Regions from separate parts of the Mus musculus genome. Here region 2 is linked to region 1. The links are chromatin contacts, called in public Hi-C maps. All regions are on one chromosome and are shown on one strand. The core of a region is the stretch at or near the end of the contact, and the rest is flanking DNA. Distances in the headings are between cores, read along the strand shown.

Region 1 (6,265 bases), core at 1,422-3,921:
TCAGAAGTGTGTGTGTGGGGGGTCCCTCACACCATACATAAAATTATATTAAAACATATAAAACCACCTCCAGGCATATTTGAAACACACACATTTCATGTTAGCCTTTTGTTTTACCATCAAGATAACTACCCCAATACTCCAAAATCTCAGAACAAAATCGACTCCAACATTTAGGCTGCTCAACATCGTCCTTTGTCACTTCTGAGGCTACATTTCCAACTCCGTGCCAACCAGGTCTTGATGAAAAGGATGCTGGTCATCTTCAGCATCCCAGCTCGGAGTGTGGGGGTGGAGGGGTGCCCTGGACCTGGACTTGAAGGAAGCTGGGGCCAGGACGATCCAAGAAGAACATCCCAAGTCTATAAGACAACCTGAAGGGTGGGCTTTTCATTCTTAAGCCATGTGTACCTGTATACATGCAACCCCCCAACACACATATGCTACAAACAGGTGCACACACTCACCCCATTGGCATCCCTTCAAAATCATACAGAGACCCATGCAGACATTCTACAAACACATGCACATACTCACTCTATAGACACACATGTTCATACACTGTCACACATACACATATACACTCACAAATACCATACACTTACAGAAATGTATGTATGTATGTATATATATATGTATGTATGTATATATGTATGTATGTATATATGTATATATATATGTATGTATGTATATATGTATATATATATGTACTGGCTAGTATCACAGAGAAAGGAGCTTCAGTTGAGGAAATGCCTTCATGAGATCCAACTATAAGACATTTTCTCAATTAGTGATCAAGTGGGAAAGGCCCCTTGTGGGTGGGAACATCTCTGGGCTCGTAGTCTTGGGTTCTATAAGAGAGCAGGCTGAGCAAGCCAGGGGAAGCAAGCTAGTAAGGAACATCCCTCCATGGCCTCTGCATCAGCTCCTGCTTTCTGACCTGCTTGAGTTCCAGTCCTGACTTCCTTGGTGATGAACAGCAGTATGGAAGTGTAAGCCGAATAAATCCTTTCCTCCCCAACTTGCTTCTTGGTCATGATGTTTGTACAGGAATAGAAACCCTGACTAAGACTATATACATACATACATACACATATATACATACATACATACATACACACACACACACACACACACACACACACACACACACACACACACACACATCTCACAGAATATGGCTCAGGGTCTTGTTAAGAATGTTTTCCTTGCTGATGTCTTTTGTGGCTAAACAGAATCAGATGCTGGGGACAGTTGTCCTGCGAATGAACAGTTCTGAGACTGATTACTCTTAGCCAAGTCTCAGCTCTCTGCCAGGTGGCAGGTACCTGGTACTTGGTAGTGGAGGGAGATGGTGGGGGGAGGATACAGACAATTCTGCATCACTATGCTCTGCTCTGTGGAGTGACACAGGCCCTAGCATCCAGCGAGGGGTGGGGGTGGGGCCTTGATTCAAAGAGACAAAGGGATTAAAGATGTGCACACCTTTAATCCAAGCATTCAGGAGGCAGAAGCAGTTGGATCTCTGTAAGTTTGAGTCCTGGTCTCTATAGCAAGTTCAAGACAAGGCAAAGTTACAGATGGAAACCTTGTGTTTCAAAACTAATGATGGAGTAGACTTTGTATCCTTGAGCTACAGAGATGTTTTGTGGGAAACAGATGCCCTCTGCCCTCTACCACGCAAGCTCATGGGGCACCTGCTACAAGCTCATTGGCCCTAGGACTCAGGCGTTGGAACACCTTTCGGACCCAGAGGTTTGAGTCTGGAGAGTGGTCGTGACTCTTTGTTTCGGCTCTTAGAATGCCTCATGTGCTACTCTGGAGTGTAAACAAACGCTCTCATGGCTGTTTTTCAGAGGATCGGATGGATGCAAGAAAGAAAAGGAGAGGAATGAAAGTGTGCAGGGAGAGGAGAGCCTGCCTAACAGCAGCCCCTAACCCCTCCTCCCCTCTCCGCTTGTGCAAACCCGGCCCACTCATTCCCCATGCTCAGGCAGAGCTGTGTGCTTGTGTTGTGAGTTGAGGCCTTCCATTACTCGGAGCGAACAGGGCGTCCACCTAGTGTTGTGGCTGATATTCTGCCGCGAGTTGAGTTGCTCTATTCACTGTCCCATGCCCACGGCAGACATTGCCAATCGATCCCAATACGCTGTCCTGATTCGCTGGGGCCCCAGCCTCCGATTCCTTCATGACACAGCAATCTAGGCAGCCGATACCAATCAACTGGAATTGGTATCAGAGATAAAGAAGGAAGTGTCACCCTCAATTTATCTTCTGCTAATCTGATTAGGGAAAGAGTGCAGAGGTCAGCTTTCCTCTCTCTCAAACTTGCCCACGAGGTCTGTTTCCCATTAATGGGAGTTTTGGGTCTCTGCAGACAGCTAAGGGGAAGGAAGAAAGATGCCACACACCATGCACACTTGCCGCAGGGGTCCCTGTGAGCACAGTTTGGGCACATATGCCCCTCCTTACTCTGAACCCCTAGGGTGGCAGGAGGGTTAGGAGATGATGTGGAGACATGACAGTTCAGGAAGGGACCTGCTAGCAGGAGAGGGGGCCAGATGCTCGGGGCTGTCTGATTTTCTCCGGATTTAAGCTAAGGAAATGGGCCAAAGCCTGGGGGAGTCTGGTCACTGACGCTGCCAGGCAGGAAGCAGGAACAGGGCCACCCAGCTTGACAAACAAAAGGGTAAGACGGGTGTGTTGCCATGGTAGCCCTCCTCTTCCAGTTTGGATATTTCAGAGTTGGCCAACTTATGACCCCTCAAAGACTGAGAGCAACTTTCAAGTCAGATGTGATTTCAGGATTATTTTCTACCCATTCATACAAGTGTCTGTTGAACACCTACAGGGAATCTGTTTCTGAAGCAGGACCTGGGGATACTTCCAGAAACAGGAGGGCTCAGTCCTGCCTTTAGGATGTCAGGAAAAAGCAGAAAGGAACATGTAACTATCATGAATTCTGAGGGAGTTGCAAGGGGAGTGCAGGAAATTAAAGGCATGCATACATGTATACACACACACCTCTGTGCACACATTCAACAAACATGTGCAAACACTCTTTCATGGACACCACACACACACACATACACACACACACACACACACACACACACACACCATGGAAACACACATTCACAAACACACACACACACACACACACACACACTCATACAATACACTCACAAACACACACTCATACCCATGCCCCCATGGATACACACACTCATACATATATACACATTCTGCACATACGCTCACACACGTACACTCACAAACATGCACATACCATTCCACAAACACACATTCATACACATGTACACCTTCACACATATATTCACGTACCTACACAGTCACACTACATGCACACACACACACATGTACACATTCACTCACATACTCACATAGTGACACACAACATGCACACACACACACACACACACACACACACACACACACAGAGCAAGATGGATGAAGAGAAACTGCTTTCTGTGGGCCTACACTCTGTCGTTACTTTCATGCTTTTGTCCTTCGAGGCAGGAGGTGCTTGTCCTATATTAGAAAATGCGCGGCTTTATTTATAATAGCCAGAAACTGGAAGCAACGCAGACGCCCCACGAGCAAGGAATGCATACAGAAAACGTGGTTCATTTATACAATGGAATACTATTTAGCTATTAAGAACGGGAGAGGCCATCATGAATGTTGCAGGCAAATGGATGGAACTAGAAAATATCATCCTGAGTGAGGTAGCCCAATACCAAAAGGACATGTATGGTATATACTCACTGATAAGTGGATATCAGCCAAAAAGTACAGAATACCTAGGATACATTCACAGAACTCAAGAAGGTTAACAAGCAGAAGGGCCCAAGTGAGGATGTTTCAATCCTACTCGGGAGGGAGAAGAAAATAATCACAGGAGGCAGAGGGAGGGACGGACCTAGGTGGGAGAGGGGAGGGTGAGAGGAAAAGGGGTGCATGATAAGGTAAGGGGTGAACAGGAGAGAAGCCATGAGGGCCAGCAGAATGAATGCAAATATGCAACCTCGGGAGGGGGAGGAGGGGGGAGAGCCCTCTAGAAAGTACCGGAGATGTGGGAAGTGAAAGACTTTCAGGACTCAAATGGGAGAGACCTTAGATGAAATGCCCAGCAGTGGAGAGAGGGAACTTGTAGAGTCCACCTCCAGTAGAAAGACAGGGCACCAAACAGAGGGTTGGGGTTGCCATTCCACCGTCAAAAATTCTGATCCAGAATTGTTCCTGTCTGAAAGAACTGCAGGGTCAAAAATGGAGAAGAGACTGAGGGAAAGGTGGTCCAATGACAGGCCCGACTTGGGATCCATCTCATGGGGAGGCACCAAGGCCTGACACGATTACTGATGCTATGATGTGCTTACAGACAGGAGCCAAGCATAGCTGTCCTCTGAGAGGCCCAACAAGAAGCTGACTGAGACAGATGCAGATACTTACACCCAACCATTGGGCTGAATTTGAGAACCCTGTGGTTGAATCAGGGGGAGGATGGAAGAAGCTGAGGAGGGCAACCCCATAGGAACACCAGCAGCCTCAATTAACCCCAACCCTGAGATCTCTCAGACACTGAGCCACCAACCAGGGAGCATACAGGAGCTGGTCCGAGGCTGCTGATACATAGACAGCAGAGGATTGCTTGGTCTGGCCTCAGTGGTAGAAGATGCACCTAACCCTCGAGAAACTTTAGGCTCCAGGGAGTCGAGAGGTCTGGTGGGGGCGGCCATCCTCTTGGAGACAGGGGGAGGAAGAATGGGAGGAGGAACTGTGGGAGGGAAGACTTGGAGGGGGGCAATGACTGAACAGTAAAAAAATAAAAGTAATAAAAAAAAAAGAAAGAAAGAAAAGAAAAGAAAACGTGAGAGCCAGAAGTATGGAGACTGTTGTTCAGTTCCAGTGTTGTACCATGAAGAAGATTCAAACCATGTGAGCTTCGATTAGAATCTATTGCGTTCGCTCACCCACGCCACTTCCCTCCACTCCCCTGGGCCCCTCTCATCTCCCTGTTTCTGAGTCATCTGTTCACCTTCCATCCAAATCAGTCCTGCCTTCTGGTAAACCTCCCGGAGATGTCAGCTCACTCCAGCCTCTTCCTCCTCCAGCCACTTTGATGTTTAAAGAGGTTCCTAATCTGTAGATGTCTGCAGTTCCTTATTATAGTGGAGGAAAATGCTATAATATTGAGTACTGACAGATTTTTCTATTTTTTTTCCTGGATCTTATGTTTCCACCCCATCCCCTTTATGTGGCTCACACACTTCTCTCTCTCTCTCTCTCTCTCTCTCTCTCTCTGTCTCTGTCTCTCTCTGTCTCTGTCTCTCCCTCTCTCCCCTCTCTCCCCCTTCCTCTCTCCCCTCCTCCCTCCCCTTCTTCCTCCCCCTCCTGCTTTTTCTCCTCCCCCTCCTTCCCCCTCCCTCTCTCTCCTCTCACAGTCCCTTTCTCTGTGGCTGAGTTGATTCCCACTTTCTGAATCACACCAGGTTGCCTGGGAACAGGGAATTACAGGTTCCTTGTCAGGCACGGTTGAGGAGGAAGTTTAATCTCAGCGAGTTGGATTTGGGAAACGAGGCAGCTACATCATGTTCCTCAATGTCCCCCACAGAGCAATGTCAAGCATGGCCCAAGCTCACTGCTTCTTTCTGATAAGCAGTGCTCAAGTAGGTGATTACATGTCACTGTGGATACATGCCCATTAGACTCTCCAGCCTTGTGTCTAGGGCTGGGCCCCCTGCTTCCTGATCAGCTCTGTCTCCTTGTGTCTAGCTCAGGTCTACACCTCAGGTTCTCTAATGTGTGGATTCATGGGTGTGTGAACTTGCTTGGACCACAAGGTGTCCACAGGCATTTGGTTAAACACATCCCATTTGGCGAAGATGAATATCAAATGTGTGAGCCGAGTAAACCAAGAGGCCTTTTCTGGTGTGAGTGGGCCTCGCCTGCTGAAGGCTTGGATAAGAATGAAAGGCCCGAAGAGGGAGAACGTCCTCTCTGAGAGTCGTCATGGCATCGATCTCCTGCCCAGCAAGTTGGCTTTGGTCTTGAACTAGACCTTGGGCCACCAAGTCCTGTGCTTCTCAGGTCTGACATGGATTAGAACAGCACCATCCTCTGCTCCCAGGATAGACTTCAGATCTTCAAAGTCATAATTCATTCTTTCCCTCTCTCTCTCCCCTCTCCCCCCTCCTCCAAATTATACTAACACATCTAGCCTTTCCATACCCCATGGGCCCAA
Region 2 (5,961 bases), core at 1,331-3,830, 150 kb after region 1:
GACCTTAGTGAAATTGTTACTTTGATCTGTCGTGGATTCCATTTCTGGGGTAATTAGGCATGTGCACAGGAGTGTGTGTGTGTGTGTGTGTGTGTGTATGTGTGCCTATGTCTGTGTCTATGTGTCTGTCTGTTTCTGTGCCTTTGTCTGTGTCTATATGTGTGTGTCTGTCTGTTGTCTATGTGTCTGTGTCTGTGCTTTGTGTGTGTCTGTCTGTCTGCCTGTCAGTTTGTGTCTGTATCTGGGTGTGTCTGTCTGTCTGTCTGTCTGTCTGTGTCTGTATCTGCAAATATGTCTGTATCTATGTGTGTCTGTGCTTGTGTGTGTGTATACATGTCAATATTTTATAAGTAAAACTATTTCTGGGGGGATACATTACATACACACACATTCTCATTCTCTCTCTCTCTCTCTCTCTCTCTCTCTCTCTCTCTCTCTCTCTCTCGGCAAAGCAATGCAATGGCAATAAATAGCATCGGCCAGCATCACCAATCCATGTTCACTCTTGCTGAGGATATTTCATATTGGCTGGGGAGATAGGCCCATGGCTAGCAGGGATGTACTCTATACAACTGTTAGCCCGTGGAATATCACAGCGTCACGTAAGGTACCAAGATGCTGCAACTATCTGCAGACCTTGGTTGACAATTCTGAGACTTAAAAGTCAATGGAAGGAGCCAAGGCTCAGGGGTGGAAATTCTAGAAAGTTTCATGGAAAAATTACTTGTCACACTGACTCCTGTGAAACTGTTGAATCGTTTGACTTGTGACTCGCTAGGTAAATGGTGGCACAGCCGTGAAGAGGGATAATAAGACCTCACCAAGAAGATGGTATTACTCTTTCCCCGTATTAGTCAATACGGGGAAAACATGAACGGTGTTAAGTAAGGATAGCAGAAACTGATCCGAAGTATAGGAATAAAGTGCTTTTATTCCCACAGTTGTGTGTGCGCGCGCACAGTCAGACTGCTCCTTGTCGACATCCTCAATTGCCTGAGAATGCGCTCTTCCTGCATGGATTCCTTTAGCAAATTCTTAGCTCTGCATCTGCCTTTCAAAGCACAGCTACATCAACTTGCTCCTCCTCTATGCGAATGCTCCAACTGCTTCAATGTCACTCAGCCTCAAGCCAGGGTCTGCAGTGCTGTGAAACACCCTACCCCCTCTATGTACTCCTGCTTCCCACTGTCCATCTGGCCATAAACCCCCTCCCCCACCTGCTCAGCCTACCCCAGCCACTGGCTGTCCTGCCCTCTGCCAGCCCTCAGTTCTCTACATGCTCCTGCCTCACCTAATCTCATATAAGGTCTTTCTCAGTCCTCTTCCCCTAAGCCTCCACCATCCTCTTCACGGTCCATGGAATGCATTTACTTTGTAGGTCTATGGCACCTATGGCACCTATGGCAGCTCCTGAGGACAATAGCTTCCCTTTGTTTGTGTCCCTGCTGTCCCTGCTGTATTCTCGGAAACTGCAACAACACTGGTCACAGAGGAAGCCTCGACACATGTTTCCAGAATGATTGACTGAACAAAGGCGGGAGACAATTGTAGACAGGAAATCCAGAGTGGCAGGATAATGGGCTGCAGAGTCCCCATGGAACCAGGCACACAGGTTGTGCCTTTCAATATCGTGTCCAGAAATGGCTTCTCAGTCATGTGGCGTTTGAACAAGATCCGGGGGAGAAGCAGGATTTGGGTGCTCAGAGGCATGGGGTGAAGCTGTCCCAGAAGAAAAGAATAGAAAGAGACAGTGTCCTGAGGCCAAAGTAACCTAGTGCTCTCAAACTCCAGGAGGGATAGCTTGAAGGGGTGACCCATACCTGGCAGGGACAGTGTTGGGAATGGTTTGCTAACTACTGCCTCTTCTTAATTTAAAAACATATTTTGTTACGTTTTACTCAGTGTGTGTGTGTCTGTGTGTGTCTATGTGTCTGTGTGTCTGTACGTGCACACACACACACACACACACATGCACATTAAGCTGTACATGCGGAGGTCAGAGGACAGTCAATTTGTCAAAATCTATTCACTATGTGGGACCCAGGTCTTCAGTCTTGGCAGCAAGCACCTTCACTGGCTGAGCCATCTTGCTGACCCTGGGTTGTAATTTCTGTCCTTTTATCCCTGAACAGGGAGGGATCCAGGATTCTGGACTGGGAGGCTGTTCCGTAGGTCTACGTTGGACTGGATCCATATCAGGAAGACCTGACTTTCCCTCGACCCCCAGTGCAGCTTTGACAGTGGCCGTGGGTGAGAAAGCCCCCTAGCCTCCTTGTGAAATGAAGAGACCAGGTTCTGCCTCCCAGGTAGTCTGAAGCACACCAGATCACATCTTTTGTCCTGTTCTCCCTAGAGTGAGATTAGAAACCCTTTTCCCTTCGCACTCAAGCAAAGCTCAAGCCTAACTTAAATTTACATCCGGATAAATAAGGTTGCCCCTGGCAACGGCTTCAGTTGTGCTGTTTCACAGAGCAGAGAATTATGTCGTCCTTTATTTGCTTGTTTGTGTTTGTAGCAGTGAGGACACTTAGGAGGGGGCCCTATCTTCCTGTTAAATGTGAAGAGCTCGATCCTGTGTGGCTAACTGCATGCGACTACTTTTGTGTGCCTCTCTCCCCCCCGCCCCCCCACTGTCTTCAGGAAGGCCACTGTGTAGAGAAGAAAAAGGAACAAGATTGAAGGGTGACGTTAAGCCCAAACCGAGTATGCTGCTTTTATGCTCTAAATGCCCTGGCATAATTTACATGTCGATGCGGCAATAAATCGCTCCAAGATCTCCTCCTTTGTAAAACTGGCTGAGAAAAGATAAAGAGGAGGAAATTGACCTTCTGCCTGGGGTAAAGGACAGCAGCAGGCGCCCGAGGGCCTGGCTGGAAGCCTGTGCAGCTCAGCAGAGTGTGTGAGCGAATCTGAGGGGTGTGTGGGGAGTGAGAGGAGAGAGAACCTGCTCTCTGAGGAAGGGGAAGGATGCCGAGATTTTTTTTTTTTTTAAGAAAGCTCAAGAGCGAAGACACTGAAGACAGACACATTCTTGTACAGAAAGCTTCTCCAGTTGAGCTGTCTTCCTAGCCCTTAGGACTCACCTTCTCTCATGCCCCGCATATCCTAGGAAACACATCCTTCCATATGGGTCTTTATGGGGCACTCAACCTGCAAACCATAACGGGGTGAGGGGAGGGAAAGCCAGAACACAAAGTGTGCCATTTCTGCGCCACGCCTGCCAAGGAAGAAAATCCACCGACAGCCCTGGCTCTGTCTGCCCTACTCGACCAGGTGGCTGCTGGCCCCAGGCCAGCTTGAACTTGGACCCGTTGTCATTTCCCATTCCCCCAGCCACTGCTGACCCAGTAGCTCCATGTCTGTATCTGAATGCAGATCTCTATCATCTTTGTTTTTAAAAAGCTAAGTACAGCCGCAGGCACCTACGCGGGAGAGGTGTGGAGACAGGAGGGGGAGTCCCCTAGGGCCCACTGGCCAGTCTAACTGAATTGATGAGCTTTAGTTCAGTGAGAGACATGAGGAGCGACAGACAAAGACACTTGGCATGGGCCTCTCTCTGCCTTCTACATGCATGAATGCACAGAAGAAGGCAGAGCCCAGCAGGGGATCCCTAGGCCACTAGGGGCACAAACTGCTAAGGGGGATTGGGGAACCCGGTCTTGGGGTCTCTCTCCTCCTCCTCTCCCTTCTTTCCATCACTGTGGAGGTTGTCCTCTGCCCTCCACACACATGCACATGCACAAGCATTCATAGCACATGTGTGCAAACAGGCATGAAGCCGAGTCTCCTGATAGGGGTAGAAGCTTGGACAAAAATCCAGGTCAGATGACAACCTTCTGTTTTGTTTAAGACATTGCTGTGATTAAATACCATGACCAAAAGCAACTTTCTGATGAAAGGGTGTAGCTGGTTTACATTTCCGGGTCCCAGTCCATCGCTGAAGGAAGTCAGGGGAGGAAATGGAAGCAGGAACTTGACACTGACACTATGAAGAGACACCGCTTACTGCCTCACTCATAGGTTCATGCTTAGGTAGCTTTTTTATATAGCCCAGCATCATTTGCTTGGGGATGGTGCCGCTCACAGTGGACTGGGCTCTTCCACATCAATTAACAACCTAGACAATTCCCCATCCCAACTCGGAAATGCCCACTGGCTCATCCGATCTAGGCAGTGCCTCCATTGAGGCTCTCCCCTCAGATGAGTCTAGGCTGACAAGGAAAGCTAACCAGGATGAGACTGTGGTACTTCCCCACTATGCACAGGCACTCTGGCCCAGGAATTTAGGGAAGTCTCTTGCCTCCTCTTCCCACCCCCCCCCCCCCCCCGTAGGTGGGCTTGACTTACAGGCCAGCATGCATAATGAGATCTCACGCTCGCACATCAAGCGCTTTGCCCCCTGAGTCATTTCCCCAGAACCCTAGTCAGAAGTTTCCTTGCATCCCGAAAAGCAGGACACGGCTATCCTCAGTTACCTCTGTACACCTGGAAGCTAACGCTTCAAGGGCTCAAGTGCCATTTGAAAGCCAGCAGTCAGACTTGATTGCGCATTGTCCCCCTGCCCAGGGTAGCAAAAGAAAGAGCTATGTTTGTGCCTCTGATTCAGAAGTACAAATACTCTACAGATAATGCCAGGACTCTGAGGTTGCTGGAGGGGTCCAACTCTTTCCCACCTGGAATGGCAGGACCCCAGCAGAGCAGCCAATTCAGGATGAAACAGGTCTGCTGTGCTTGGCTGCTCCCCATCAGTGGACCAACTGTGCTGTTAGTGACGAGGACACATCCAGAAGCTTGTTTGGCCTCTCCTGGCTGTGGCCCTGGTGATGAAGAGGAAGTAAATTTGACCTCGCTGTGGTTCAACTTAGACATGTACCATTGCTTGCTTGTTGGGTGTACAGGCTTCGTGTGCGAGGGCCAAATTTACTGATGTCGAGCTCTGAATTTAACCCACACAGAACAGTCTCCAGCTCCTGCCAGGTCCGTTCAGATGGCTTGATATTAGGAGGAGAAGCGACTCCAGGAGCTAGGGCAGGGGAGGGGGCTCACAGGTGAAGTGCTGGCTTTATAGATGCCCAGGCCTAAGCATCATCCCAGCATCCATGAGAATGGTCCGTGTGGTTCTCACTTGGAATCTCAGTGTCCTGGGGCTCATTGCCAACCGAGTCCAATTCACAAGCTCCAGATCAACGAGAGACTCTGTCAAAAACCATGTGCCTTTAATGCCAGCACTCAGGAAGCAGAGGCAGGGGGATATCTGTGAGTCTGTGGCCAGATGGTCTACAGATATCCAGATATTGTCTCAAAAAAAACAAAAAAAATTAAACAAAACCAAAAACAAGATTGACGGCACCTGAGGAACAGCATCTGAGACTCCACACACAGGGACATTTATAAAGATGTGTGTGAACACACGCACATACACAACATATACCACACACACCTGCATATACACACATACCACATGCCACACACCAACACACAGACACCACACATATAAGCATACCTCACACACCATACATACACACCATACCACACCACTACACCTACATACACCACATGGCACACCACATACACACACCACATACACATCAGAAACACACATACATACAAACATCATACACACATACAAACACATACATATACACACATGAACATCACACACATACACAATACATACATACAAACATTATACACACATATACACACACCACATACACATCAGAAACACATACACACACATCACACACACAAACACACACACACACACACACACATACTCTCTCTCTCTCTCTCTCTCTCTCTCTCTCTCTCTCTCTCTCTCTCTCTCACACACACACACACACACACACACACACACTACAAATGTCATTAGTTCCTCCAACCTGCAGAGGGCCCCTCTGGGTCTCTCCTAGCCTCTCTACCCTTGCATCTCATGGCCTCTTGCCTGCAGCTCTCTCCCAG

The links. A called contact is a pair of places that touch in the nucleus more often than the background predicts.
Region 2: a Hi-C map of cerebellum shows a contact between it and region 1, with 1.7 times the contacts expected there. The contact joins two enhancer-like sites. A contact is called at or near these places in 6 of 484 Hi-C or Micro-C datasets (cerebellar granule neurons, cerebellum, nephron progenitors and 3 more).

What each region holds. Positions count from the first base shown.
Region 1 is chr4:142,620,125-142,626,389 of GRCm38.p6, forward strand. No RefSeq gene overlaps it. Among named protein-coding and RNA genes, the nearest start is that of Gm42342, 8.5 kb to the right of the region's middle. Within about 2 kb of position 2,672, at least 14 of the 459 cell types and tissues checked have an H3K27ac peak or open chromatin away from gene starts, as enhancers often do. A contact at or near this core is called in cerebellum and stem cell-derived neural stem cells, where this site is marked.
Region 2 is chr4:142,770,506-142,776,466 of GRCm38.p6, forward strand. No RefSeq gene overlaps it. Among named protein-coding and RNA genes, the nearest start is that of Gm42341, 130 kb to the left of the region's middle. Within about 2 kb of position 2,581, at least 46 of the 459 cell types and tissues checked have an H3K27ac peak or open chromatin away from gene starts, as enhancers often do. A contact at or near this core is called in cerebellum and stem cell-derived neural stem cells, where this site is marked.